2 separate regions of the Columba livia genome follow, and region 1 is linked to region 2. A link is a contact called in public Hi-C data. All regions are on one chromosome and are shown on one strand. The core of a region is the stretch at or near the end of the contact, and the rest is flanking DNA. Distances in the headings are between cores, read along the strand shown. Region 1 overlaps PAK2 (p21 (RAC1) activated kinase 2). Region 2 holds the start of PAK2 (p21 (RAC1) activated kinase 2).

What was found. Hi-C and Micro-C count contacts between places; a contact is called where the count stands out from the background.
Region 1: a Hi-C map of crop shows a contact between it and region 2, with 2.0 times the contacts expected there. The contact joins the enhancer-like site here to the promoter of PAK2 in region 2. A contact is called at or near these places in 2 of 2 Hi-C or Micro-C datasets (crop and liver).

Annotation. Positions count from the first base shown.
Region 1 is chr9:20,719,981-20,726,968 of bColLiv1.pat.W.v2, reverse strand. PAK2 (p21 (RAC1) activated kinase 2) reads right to left here. Exons shown (of 15, transcript XM_065073045.1): 5 at 5,287-5,318; 6 at 4,831-4,938; 7 at 3,628-3,760; 8 at 3,087-3,150; 9 at 2,366-2,414. Among named protein-coding and RNA genes, the nearest start is that of SRPRB, 20 kb to the left of the region's middle. Within about 2 kb of position 2,363, at least 1 of the 3 cell types and tissues checked has an H3K27ac peak away from gene starts, as active enhancers do.
Region 2 is chr9:20,689,484-20,696,832 of bColLiv1.pat.W.v2, reverse strand. PAK2 (p21 (RAC1) activated kinase 2) reads right to left here and starts at 5,150. Exons shown (of 15, transcript XM_065073045.1): 1 at 4,982-5,150. LOC135580187 (a long non-coding RNA gene) reads left to right here and starts at 4,565. Exons shown (of 2, transcript XR_010474482.1): 1 at 4,565-4,965; 2 at 6,686-7,349.

The DNA.
Region 1 (6,988 bases), core at 1,114-3,613, 33 kb before region 2:
TAAACCTTCCAATGCAAGGCAAGATAATAGGTGTTTCTAGGTTCCGACCAAATTAGCCTTTGGGTATAGGAAGTGCTGGGAGGCAGAAGGAATTGCTCTCAAAGCAATTAAGCAACTGAACTATCCCAGAGAAGGAAGGGAAGATCAAGAGCTGTCTTGTCCAGGAAATAAGCTAATCAGGGTAACTATTCCCGATTTTAAAATGTAGAAGAATTGTTGCAGTTATGTTACCTGCAACACTTTGAGGAGGCACTTTGGAGTTTACAAGATGACCTGCCTACCAGTCCAAAACCAAATGCAAGAACCAATATAACCCTGTAGAAACCATCGCTATCGTATTGCCAAGAGCATTAAAAGGAGAAAACCCATGGCACAGAATCATAATTAAGTTTTCAGGGGATCTCCGGAGGCCGCCTGGTCCAATCCCTTGCCCACAGCACAGCCAATGTGGAGCAGGTTACTGAAGGTTTTGTGCAACTGTGGTTTGAATGGAGATATCCATGGGCAGATAGTCCATGGGCAGATATTCAGCTCTGGGCTCCTGTCCCATGTTCAACCATCCTGACTGTGAGGGGAAAAACATTTCTACTATCTAACCAGACTCTCCTTTATGGCAATTTTTGTCTGTTACCTCTTGTCCTGTCATTGTGTTGCTCTAGGAGGAGTCTGCGCTCCATATTCTCTACACCTTCCCATCCGGGCATTGAAAATAGCAATAAAATCCTCCTTTGGCCTGTTCTCACCACTGAATAGACCAAATTCTACCCGGAAAGCCAGAGTACCGCATCCCTTTAATGCACAGAGACTGCAAACGGCCTGACAAGACGCACGGGAGGTCTAAGAAAGGAACTGAATTACAAAATGTAGCATGCACTCAGTATGAGGACATGAAGTACTGCAGTGTGCAGAGAGGAATCTAAGAGACGAGGCACTGGGATGACTGAAAGGCTTGTGTTTTAGAGATGTGCTCCGCTACAGTACTGGTAAATGTGGCTGATGTTGAAAGGGCAATTACTGATCGGTGACCTAAGGCTACTGGCAGATGTTTAAAAGAAAATTAAGGGATTGTGAAATTAAAGAAAAGCAAATAATTCCTAAGTTTAAATCCTGGGAACCAGGGATGACCACTAGGTGACAAGCAAGAAGATTATTGCTGATGTTACCAACTTCACCAGGAGGGTTTGGAGACACCAAGGAGGGAAAGCAAAGAGCAGGACGTGGAGAAGGCTCTGTGACCACAGCAGAGAATCACATCGGGGGAGCTGACACATACAGATGGGCACATCCACCACCTCTGCTGACATGGGACTAGAGAGCAAGTGTGCAAACACTGAACAAAATGTAAGTTTTGAAAATGCGGGACACCACGGCCCACAATTCGCAAAGGCAAAACTTTATTCAAAACACCTCACTCCCTCTGCTTTTCACCCGAAAGACAAAACTCTATTTTTAGCTTGGATCATCTGATTATCACAGAACAAGGCACACACTGTTACAGACGACTATGACAACATTCTTCTGGGAGGTAATAGCAGAGATGGGAGCCACAGAAAGAAATCGAGTCAAGTAATTTCACAGAATCCCAGAGTGTCAGGGACTGGAAGGGACCTGGAAAGCTCATCCAGTGCAATCCCCACATGGAGCAGGAACACCCAGATGAGGTTACACAGGAAGGCGTCCAGGCGGGTTGGAATGTCTGCAGAGAAGGAGACTCCACAACCTCCCTGGGCAGCCTGGGCCAGGCTCTGACCCCCTCACCATGAACAAGTTTCTTCTCATATTTAAGTGGAACCTTTTGTGTTCCAGTTTGCACCCATTGCCCCTTGTCTTGTCACTGGTTGTCACCCAGAAGAGCCTGGCTCCATCCTCCTGACACTCCCCCTTTCCATATTGATCCCCAGGAATGAGTCACCCCTCAGTCTCCTCTTCTCCAGCTCCAGAGCCCCAGCTCCCTCAGCCTTTCCTCACCCGGGAGATGCTCCACTCCCTTCAGCATCTTGGTGGCTGCGCTGGACTCTCTCCAGCAGTTCCCTGTCCTGCTGGAACTGAGGGGCCACAACTGGACACAAGATTCCAGGTGTGGTCTCCCCAGGGCAGAGCAGAGGGGCAGGAGAACCTCTCTGACCTACTGACCACCCCCTTCTAACCCACCCCAGGTACCACTGGCCTTCCTGGCCACAAGGGCCCAGTGCTGGCTCATGGTCACCCTGCTGTCCCCAGGACCCCCGGTCCCTTTCCCCTACACTGCTCTTCAACAGCTCATTCCCCAACTTATACTGGAGCCCACATAAAAACATTCAGCCACCTACATAAAAACATTTACACAGACAAAGCAATCGCAGTGCAGTGAACTCAGAAATCTCACCTCCTGCCCCGTTGCCACATCGATAGCTGTGAACACTGTACCTGAAGCCCTGTGAAGAAAAAAAAACAACATTGCAGGCAGTTGTATAAAAAACACACACATGAACAGATAGATCACAAACACTAAACTGTGTCAGCTTGCGACGTTGCAAGAGCTTTATCAAAAAGAAGGTTATTAGAAGCAAGTGGTATCACGGAAACACCAGGTGGTTCACATACAACAAAATCATCTCGAGTTCTCTCTGACACCAACTATCCTCCTGTATCCAGCGTGTTTGAGCCCCCAGAAGATCAGATAAGCTGGGCAACCCTTTCTGCAATAGGTATTAACTTTTCTTTTCCCCCAGGGAAGCCCACACACAAACACAGACAGACCTATTTGGAAAGTATACAGTAGGAGTTAGGCTGGAAAAGCTACAACTTGTATTAACATATACTTTCTTCTCCAATAATACCTTGGTCCAGGCAGTACTGTTACCGAAGATAACTCTGACACGTCCTCGTGCTATTCAGCCATCGTGAACACATCTTACCAGAGAGGAGAGGACTAGATACACTCTCCCATTAAAAGAATATTTCCAGCCTTCACCATGTGTTTATCACCACTTAACACAGCCCACACTTCTGCCTGCTTCAGTAAGCAGGGGCTACGCCATCAGATTGAACAGAGAACTGGTCTTAATGCTGCCTCACTGGGAATAAAAGTTGGGGTGAGCACTTACCCCTGCCCGATTTTTTCATATCTGGTGTATTTTTTCTTGGGATCTCCTATGCTCACGATAGTCCCTAAAGAAGAAAGGAGACACATCATGCTATTTCCCACTAGTATCTCAATTTAATTGTGGTCTTCTGTGTAGCAAAACCCAGTGTGGGGTTATGACAAAACCGGTAGCTGGGCCTAGTCTGGAAACCAGTCAGTTCTCGACTTAAGCACAGGAACATCAATGTGAAAAATTGTCTTCAAGATGACTACGGAACAAACAACAGCAGAAGCTATTTTGTGTTATTATGGTTGTATTATACAGGCAGATCGCACTGTCACAACCCAACTTCAACCCACAAAACCTGTTCTACGATCTTTTTTACCCAATAAGGCTCTGAAGCACATAAATCAGCAAAGCTTCTGAATGTTCCTCTCAGCTGCTCTTGGACACAAAACCAATCAAGCATGGTATCCACACAAGCCATAAAAGATGAGGGCAAAAGCTTAACGTTCCTCCCCAGCCTTAGAGCCGTCGTTTATCTGAAACAAAAACCACCTACGTAGTTTCTCCACAATCTCTTCATCTGACATTTTGGTCTTCTTCTTCTGCTTATCACCCGATTTCGTCGCGCTGTCAACAGCGGCGTCACCAGCCGGCGCAGGGATGGGGTCAATCACAGATCGAGTGTAAATCTGTTAAAACAGAGACCGTTCACAGTTCTTCAAAGATTCCCCAAACACCAGTTGACATAACAGGTTGGAGGCAGAAATTAGATCTGAGAAGCATTAAATTCCATAAAGTCAAGATGCTGGTAACTTTATTGAGCTCTGAAAGAAGGACCCAGGCACCCCCTGAGCGGATGCCAGGAGATTCATTTCCACACAGAAACCTTTGGTGGGTTTTCTACCTGCTTATTCTGCATAACCCACGCTAGTTATCAGCGCAGAAATCACTATTTAATAGCGAGATTCAACCACTCCTGAGATTGAAAGGAAAAAGATTCATGCTTCAACATGAAAAGAAGCACGAGGCTCTCAAAAACTTCCCAGTTGCCCCCGGTTTAGGGGATTTTCTTGGAGCTTTATTTAACTTCCTCCTGAGCTGTTCATGGACACACCTTAGAAATATCAAGCTGTAAGATCTGTCACATTTGATACGTTTACATCCCCAGAGTGGGCGATTATAAAGCAGCATCACTGACACAAATACACAATTCACATTCGTGCTCCCGCAGCAAAAATAAATGGGCAGAGCAGCAACATATCTGCATATCACAGTCCAAAGTATGAGCTGGGATTTGTTCACAAGGCGTGAAGTTCAAGACAACTACACTAAAACTTAACTAACAACTTCTTAAGCATTTAACTTTCCAGGTAATGCTGATGAGTAAAATCAGCTTTCGAATCTTAAATGTGAATTTGTTTGGGTTTAGGTGGGACATTTGGTGAGGTTACCACACTGCAATCAAATGAAATAAAGGAAATCAAAGACGCTGCCACTTTTAGGACTAAGAAGCCTCCTCGTCGTATCTTGGGTTGAAGTAGAGGCTTCACTGGCTATCTTCAACACAAGCCCACAAACAAATCAGCATTAACTTCAGGATTTCTGATTTGATATCCAGAAATTAGGCATTTTCTTAGCAAACTCAAAGAAAAAGCAGAACTTACAAGAGTTTATTTCACAATTACAACGCTTTGCTAGGTAACAGAAGTAGAAAAAATCCTGCAGCACCGAGGAGTTTGGGAATTTGACAGCCACTCACTGATTTTGTGTGGTCTGGCCGTGGGGCAATAACAGGAGGAGGAGCTTCCTCATCATCCTCATCATCATCTGCCACAGCTGTTGATGGCTCCAAACCTTTGGCAATGCCCTATATTTTTAACCAAATTACAAAAAATTAATAAACAAACAGAATTGTTTCCCCTACAGAGTTAAAGACTTGCTTCTCTGTGCCCCCCCCCCCATGAAGATTAAAGAATTCTTACTGTTGTCAAAAGAAAATAATAGGTTGAGCGGTTTAAGTGCCCTATTACGTTCTATTCCAAGACTAAAATACTATCGCTCCAGTGAAATACGCTGTGTTGATGCCCCAACTTTATGTTTTTATTTCACAAAAATCTCATTTGGTTTTACACTACGAGATTCAGTCCACAGCAAATGCAGAAGACCTGAACTCTTACGCGAGTACGAATAGACAAAGAATAGCAAACACACTCACCGTTGGTGTTCCTGAAGGGAAACCATCTTTTTCTAAATAGGACAAACAGCAGAATACATAAAATCATCAGAAAAATAATAGAGAGTGAACAGAGTAAAGAATTGTGGCAGGATGCAAACCCCGCTCTCTCCCCCTCCCTCCTTCGATATGGAAGGAGTAGACACATGTAGAGTAGAGTAGAGTAGACACTCTCTCTCTGCTGCTTGAGGTTGACAGCTTCTTTTGTTTGACCCCAGAGCCCGCTGGCCAGGGCCGTTAGGAGAAGGGAGTGCCGAGGCACCAGGGAGCTGCCGGGTACCCGCGGCCAGTGTGGGGGATGTTTGGAGGCTTCAGGGGCACCCCACAGCCAGTGTGTGGGTGCAGAGAAGCTTCTGGAATGCCCACAGTCAGACCTGATCAGGCTATAAAAACAGGATTCTCGTCGAGGCTTCGCCCCTTACGCGCGACCTCTTGGGAGTTACGAGCTGAGCCGCTGCTGCCAGGAGGCACTGCTCCCCCTCCCCCGGGACGGAGACTCCGGCGTAGTTTTCGTGCTCAATACGAGCACGTGTATAAATTAATCCTCGCATAATCGCGCGTGTATTTTCCCCCCGTGCTTCCACATAAGCACGTGTAATATTCCGTGCACATTTGCACATGTATTTCTCCTCGCAGGATTGCGAGTGTATTATAAATTTCCCCTCGCAGAATCGTGAGTGTACACTTTCCGTACCCAATACAAGTACGTGTATCCCTTTAAAATAATCCCACACCGTGTTCAGGCAAGTGTGGACTCTTCCTGGACTCAGGAATGGCTCTGGCATTGTTTTTGGTGAAGCCACACGCATGCACACTGTGGACCTCCTGTTGTATTAGTTGCTGCCCCTTAATGATTTACTCAACTGATATCCAAACCTGTATTCAAAGTCACTTCGGAGTGCTAAACCCCATCTTCCACTGGTCAATCTGCTGCACTTTCTTTTACCGAATAAAGGCTTGTTTTGGACCCTGTTGTCCCTTAAACTAACCTCAGGGTGCCTCCGTGACAAGAACACAGAGAGCTTTGGAGATTTTTTTTTCAGCTCTCAGAAAGCCAAATTTCATGGTCACAACCACAGAAGGAAGCTGCAAGTTTCTAAAATCCTCCCCTAAGGGCAGATAAACCCACTCCAAACCAAGCACTGATCATCACATTTATGTGTTCTGCCTCATCGAGATGTGAAACCAGGATCGAAGGGTATTTCTGCTCCCTTAGCAGTATCTTGAATCAAGGAGGAGAGTATTACTAAGCTGTTTTCAGAAACAGTTTAAAGAAAACTAGGTAAAACCACATGTGTTTGCAGGGCAGACATTCTCTCAACCCCCCACATGGCTCCTGACCTGAAAACAACTTATTTTGCATCTTCGATGTCACCACATCCAGTTCACAGGCAGCTGTTTTAGCCACAGACAGGAGGAGCAAGGTCTCCAGCACAAAACCAATTAATCAGAGTCTCAGAGCCTCAGCTTCATAAACACAGCCCGTTACAAGTTAATTTTGGGCGCTAGTTTGAATTATACGGTTCCACTTCTTTCCCCTCTCCACTTAAGACAGGAAATTAACTGGACAACACCAGTTTCCAGTAAGTTTTAAATCCATCTTCGAGTTTGCTCCTCATTGAAAAGCAGCTCGCCCTCTCAGCATTTTAATCTGATTTATGATTCTGAAAGAGCGGAGACTGCG
Region 2 (7,349 bases), core at 3,901-6,400:
GCCGGTAACAGCCATCCGAGATGATGCGGGTTCAAAAGAAGACTGAATTAATACCCAAACATTCTGGACCTGCCCAAGCTGCCCACTAACTTCACTGCTAAACTCTCTATTCCCATGCTATACAAGCTGCAAAACCCAAACCACGTTATTTTATGCCGCCCAGCAGCTGCTGCTGAACTGGGAAGTGTCTCCCAGCACCAACGCAGCGATGGGAAAACTACCTCAGAGCAATGTTTTGGTGTAAATCAGCCAAAAAAGGGCTTATGGATGCAGAGCTGCGACTCTATTCTCATTTTTTGGCCCATTCTCCTCCAGCACCTTCAGGGAACGGTTGCTGCTGGCGTTTTAGGACTGATGGGACGAGATCCTTCCTGCGACCTCTGGAGTTCAAAGGGGCCCCTTTCAGCAGCACCTGGAACTGGGCCACAAATTGTTCTTCCTGGATTCCGATATCCTGAATCGTGGCAAAAAGGTCAAAAATGTTTAATGCCTTGCCTTATAAACTCCTAATTGGTCAAACAGTTTAAAACAGAAGTTGAGAGACTCTTAGGTTTCTTCTCCTTTTACCTTTAGTAATTTTTTTGAGTTTTAAAAGTTGCTCACTTTAAAATATTAACATAACTTATTAAACAGTAATTTTTTACATCCTAAAGCAGATGCTACACAAGCTGAAGCGTACTTTCCATTTCCACAAGAAACTGCCCAGCCAGCTCCTGCCTGAATCCCCAAAAGACCCTATTAAAAGAGGAGACAAACGTAGGGGAAAGATATTTTAATATTCATTCGTACAGGTTCTCACTTTGTTGAAAACCTTTCAGGAGGAATGGGCTTCAAGATTCAAAGGCAATCCTTAAAAGCATCTTCTACAAACAGCCCTTTTTCGCTCCTGTACAAGAGATACCTCTGTTAGTTCAATGAGTTCTAGACTGCGGGTAAATGAAGAACAAATATAACTTGGAGTAGAAAGTATTACATTTGTTTCTAAAAGAAACCCCACACTATTGAATAAAACTCATTAAAGAGTTGACTCATTAATGGAGCTATGGGAAAGCCAATATATGCTGTGGGTACCCACTGAGCCAAACATCCAGCACCTAAACAGGAAGCAGAAACCTTAAAAAAAAAAAAAATGTATATGTGTGTGTGTACATATATATATATATATATATGTTGAATTGGAAAGATTTTTAGTGTATTTCCATTCCTTAATACACCTGCCAGCTGCCGTCATTCCGATTCCAATTATGTTTAATCCCTTTCTTTACATGGTACACCCCTTTTAAACCAGTCCTGACATGTCGGTTCCTTCCTACAGCTGCTTTTCTGTGAAGTGAAAGTACAGAGTCAGAAAGAATTAAACCCATCTTATCAAAATAACTCTTTTAAAGGTAGGAAACAATATCTGCTCATTGGCAGAGAGAACAGGCCTGACCAAGTATTCAAATACCGTACAGTTGTTGGCAACAGGCAACTACACATATGCCAGAACATCTTCCAGTTACAACGTGGTGCTGTTTAAGCATTAAGCTTTAGGCTGGGCTTAGATCTTTTGGGAAAGCACGACCTATCTATTTTACAAAGCACCCAACATTCCCTAAGAGACTTGAAAATACTCTGATTCCCTAGTAAAGCGTTTCCATCAAAACAATGCCACGCACCTGTACATCGGTAGCAGCGGAATCAAAGGTTTTTAAAAGCATTTTGAAATTAAAGGAGTTAGATACATCGATTCGAGAATTTCAAAATCCACTTGTCTTGCCTGAAGAATAAAAGAAGCCTGCCCAATTTCTAAAGTATTTCAATACACGGTAACCTTGGCCTTTCAAAAGCATAAGGAATTCCTCTCGTGAATTCACAGACAGCGTGTCTAATCACCACAAATATACCTAAACAGCAAAAAAGAAACTATGAATTTTAAGGCATGTTCCTAACATTTCCACCTCTACCTGCCTGCCAGGGGAGACATTTTCAAAGCCTGACTAATCCCCATTCCCAGATGAGAAAACAGAAAGAATGATCGACTTAAACTGACAAGTCAGATACAGGACTGGGACCAAAACCGGTGTTTCCAGCTCTTGATGACAGACACTGTCCACTACATCGGTCAAAATACAGCACTGAAGTGTGTGTTTTCCAATTAAAATAAGGCACAATTTAGGTAAAATCATGCTCCAAGATCTCACAAACCTTGAGCAGTAAAGTACGGCTTGAATATAAACTGTGAGCTCAGTCTACACCTTGCGACTTAGGCCCTGGTTAGGTCGGTCGCTAGGAGACCTGAAAATATCTTACCACCTGCATTTAAACGCAAACAAGAGTTTTATAAAATTTCACAACATAGCAGCCTCTAGACACCCTCATTCCAAACAGCAAAGCACAACAAGAACCCTTAGACACCCGAGCACTGGGAGCAATTTGTTATCTCCAGCAGCACTACACTTCACAGACCAAAGCGGTAACTTCAGCATTTGACAAGTTAAACTTCACCGAAAAGGTCCGTTTGGTCACTGTGGTGAGCTCAGCAGGTTCGGAACCCTCTCCAAGGCGACACTGCGCAATTACAAAGCGGTCTCAAAGTTTGGGGCCAGGCAAACTTGATTTAGGAAGAAGGTGCCTCCTTGGAAATCTGAAAATCGAGCTCACTGCAGCCTTTCTGAATCTCTCACCAGGTCCAAGAGAGCGCAGAGCAGAGCTGATCGTTGCGACTATATTTCTAGAAAATTAAAAACAAAAAAGGGAAAGCTCCACAACTACCTCCTTTTGGCAACTTGGTTGTATCCTTTCCCAACTTCAGCAGAAACAATTCATTAGGATGTGTGCAAATACTTGGTGCCTGCTGCTAAAAACCTCTCCACCATCCCTCCGCTGCCTTCTCCTCCTGAATGGGTTACCGAGCCAAATGATTTTCAACGTTTGCTGCCTGCATCCCAGTTTCTGACCCCAGGACTTGCATCTCTGCTGGTGCTATGACTGGGTTGGGTCGTCTGGAAGAGCACCTCGGTAACCAGGGGTTGCTTTCAGAACAAGCAGCTTTTTCTTTGTTGTGGCTGCGGCACAGACACATCAATAAATGTGTGTTGTAAGGAACATGAATATGCTGGCACAAAACTTGCAGGGAAGTTCTCAGTACCCCAGAAACCTCCTAATGCAGAAAACACATAAAAGGTAGAAGAAAAAAAAAGCAGCCCCAAACCAAGACTGATGCAAGAACTCCAAAGCAGAAGTGTGTTTTACTCGTAAAACACAAAGAGCTAGATTCAGATCCCTATGGCTTTTCATACCAGCACAAGAACAAAATCCGCAGCCCCAATACCCTGAACCCTTACCCTAAAGTTATTCGAATAATTTTTGGATTTGAATCATTTTTAAATATAACGAAAAGGCTGACTTAGCGCAAGCACACATGAGGTTTTAAAAGGCTACATTTTAAAATAAGCACAAGATTTTACTTCCCAGACGTGGTCAAGGATTCACCATTCTGCTCAGCATCCAGACCACAGGGGGAACACGAGCAGGTGTCTCTGAAGGAAACTCCCCCAGTTGGCCCAACGTCCCAGTTGTAACTCGCAATGAATTTCATCCCAGTAAATCAGCCTCTGACAACCATGCCTGGGATACACCGAAACACGCCACACCGTGTTAAAAACTGCAAGATCAATAGACAAAGGCTTCATTCCCCATTTAACAGCCCGATATTTTTGTTTTAACAACTACATCTGCACAAAGCTAAGTCAAATTCCACACACAACTTAGACAACACAGAAGATCTGAGTTACTCTTCCTCAAGCAGTTTTGTTCTGGCCTCAAGAACTGAAATACCCAACCAGTGAACTTTTAAGTAAGGTTTTTCCTTCCTCTAAAACATCACTCGGTGCATTTTTTTTAATGTGCTCCTATTATCTTAAAGATTCTACTCCAAAGATCGTAACACAGAGGTTTTGCATTTTTGCATTTCCATGTTGCTTCTATTTCAGTCTATTAGTCCGTCACATCAAACTGGACCAAGTCATTTGGTTACACACAGGTATTTCTTAACCTGCCCCCAGAACACTTCTGTGAGTTAAATTCCCTCCGCCTCCAAAACGAACAGATCGAATCACGTAGAAGCTGGTCCCTGTGTTTTTAGGGAGGTACCGCTCCGGGGCTCACATTGTGAGGATGCTCCATACTGCAAAGTAGACTTGCACAAGTATAAACCACACCAAAAAAAAAAGACAAAAACAGAAATAACAAGATAAAAACCCCCACAATACACCATGTTTGAATCGCACCTAACATCACCATCATCACAAGACCTCCAAAATAACGATTATTTTAAAAACATACATCGGTAGTGTCTCCGCTCTCCGTGAGTCAGAAGGGGAAGCGGTTCACTTTGGGAACAGCACAACATCGCTCCTTGAAAGCGGCTGATTCCCAACGCAGCCCCGGGCAGCTGCTCGCTCGTCCCAGGCTAAAACCGACTTTATCCTCCCCAACACCTTCGCACCAAAGTGCAACCGTCCCGTTTTGACAGAACAAAAAAGCGGTAATAAAAATAAAGCACAAAACACAGGGAAGAGAAACCCCACGCAGGTGAGGCGCTTGAAGAGCCAGAGCGCTCAAGGCGCTGGGCGGGCCGGGGCTCTGCGCTCCGCTTCTCTATTTAAACCTTTTTTTTGGTAAGGATTTATCTCCGCGACACCCACACCCGCGCTTTCCCGCGAGGTTTTCGCCCGTTGCCCGGGGATTCCGAGCCCCCCGTGCTCCCCCGGGGGCGGGGGCCGAGGCGGGGCCCACCGCGGCCCGCAGGAAGCGGGGCCGAGCACCGCTCCCGCCGCCGCCCTCCCGGAGCCGGACCCGGCGCAGCGCCCCCCGGCCCGCCCGCCCCTCCTCTCTCCCGCGGGGCCCGTGAGGGGAGCGGCCGCCCCGGATCTCGCCGCCCGCCGCAGGCCCCGACGCGGCGGGCTCCACAAAGAACGGCAGGTGGGAGCGGACTCACCGGGCTGGCGCGGCGGCGCCGGCCGCCTCAGGGGCGCGAAGGGCGGGGGTGGAGCGGGGCGCGGCCGCCACACGGCGCCTCAGCAATGGCGGCGGCGGGACCCACCGAGGCGGCGGCGGCGGCCGGAGGGGAAGCGGAACCGCCGCGCGTGGCCACAGCCCGCGGGGGCGGGCGGGGGCGGAGCCACGCATGCTCGACTACAACTCCCGGCAGGCGCCGCGCCCCGCGCGGGAAGTGGCGTCACGACTTCGGCGGTGCGCCGGGGTGGGCGGGAAGCGCAGTTCGGCTCACTAAAGGGACAGCGGCCCCGGCCGGTTGTACCGGGGCGGCGGCCACGGTGGGGAACCGCGGCCCCTGCAGCACCCCTGAGGGGGCCGGGGAGGGTCCCGGCTGGCGGCTGGGACGGGAGAGGCCCGGGCCAGCGCTGCTCCGGGCCTTCCCCACCACAGAGAATCCCAGAATGTCAGGGGTTGAAGGGCCTGGAAAGCTCATCCAGTGCAATCCCCCCATGGAGCAGGAACACCCAGATGAGGTTACACAGGAAGGTGTCCAGGCGGGTTGGAATGTCTGCACAGAAGGAGACTCCACAGCCTCCCTGGGCAGCCTGGGCCAGGCTCTGACACCCTCACCCCCAACAAGTTTCTTCTCAAATTTAAGTGGAACCTCCTGTGTTCCAGTTTGTACCCATTGCCCCTTGTCCTGTCACTGGTTGTCACCCAGAAGAGCCTGGCTCCATCCTCCTGACACCCCCCTTTATATATTTATAAACAGCACACAGTACTTACAACCCATCACAGCTCAGTTGTTCTCAGATCATCTGACATTTTCGTAGATTGATAATTCTTTTTTTTTTTTCTCTAGGGCAGTGGGCTTTTGCCCCTGCAGCTGGCTATTGCTATAGAAATTGCTGACTGTAGTTACAGAAAAAAACCCAAACAAACAAAAAAACCCCACAGAGTTACACCACTTCTCAACTGGCTCTTCTTCACCCCTCACTTCAGTTCTCTGGAGTTTAAATTTGACATTGTTTCCTCAACGCTTAATTCCTTGAGGAAAAGTGATTCAGTAGTTTCTTCCCTGCCCAGGCCCCCCCCGGCTCGCGGGGGTACGAGAGGGGACAGCAGCCACAACCATCTGCAAGCAGGAGGGTGGGAAGGGTGTCAGGGTGGTTGTGCTTCACATACCTCCTCTGTGCACGGTTCTTCCTCTTGCTCTGGTGGTGCTGGAGCGAGTGGAGAGAAGGGAACGGAGCTGGTGAGGGGCTGGAGCACAAGTGTGATGGGAGCGGCTGAGGGACCTGGGGGTTCAGCTGGAGAACAGGAGCTGAGGGGAGACCTTCTGATCTCTGAACTGCCTGAAAGGAGCTTGGAGCCAGGGGGGGTCGGGCTCTGCTCCCCAGGAACAAGCGCCGGGAGCAGAGGAAACGGCCTCAAGTTGTGCCAGGGGAGGTTGAGGTTGGATGTGGGGAACAATTTCTTCCCCAAAGGGCTGTGGGGCATTGGAACAGGCTGCCCAGGGCAGTGCTGGAGTCACCATCCCTGGAGGGTTGGACAGACGGACATGAGGTTCTCAGGACATGGGGCAGTGCCAGGGCTGGGGGAACGGTTGGACGTGATGGTCTTGAGTGGCTTTTCCAACCAAGGGGCTCATTTTGGTATCCATACAGCTGACAACAAATTAACCTTTCTCCCAACAACTGCTCAGGTCCAGAAGCCCCCGGAGCTCAGGGTGCAGCAGTACCGGTGACAGCAGCGTGCAGTCGCTCCGCCAGCTTCCCATGTTGCCACTTCTACCATCAGCGACTCAAGCCACTGCTCAGCCAAGGTTCCAAGAGACACAGCAGTAATGCAGCTGTGAAAGCAGCATATTTGCCCTCAAACTTCTCCCTCAACATTCCTGTGACATATTTAATCTTCCAGATGACCTCCCCAAATATCCACCTGCCCTGCAGCATGGACTTCACATCCTCTGTCAGTCCAGGCTTGAAGCAACATCTGTTTTTTCTGTGCATATCGCATTGTTACTTTCCCATTCTGATAGAACTCTGTACTTGATCCTCCCACGATCCAGATTTTGCTCATCCACCTCTGCACATATCTCTCCAGAAACCACAGCAGATTTCTGAACTTCACACTTCCCTCAGCTCTACTTTCCTTTCCCATAAGGTATCTTTACTTCTCCTTGCTCCTTCACCCCCAAACCCACTCACTCTCGCTCCAAACCATCTATTTCATTGCTCTGATTCAGTCCTTGCATATATTAATAACGAATATGGTTGTGTCTGGCCCTTTGTATCTGTTCCTAAGGACTCACAGGTATCTCATTTCTGCCTGCAAGATGCTGTGCTTGCCTAATGACAGTCGTTTCT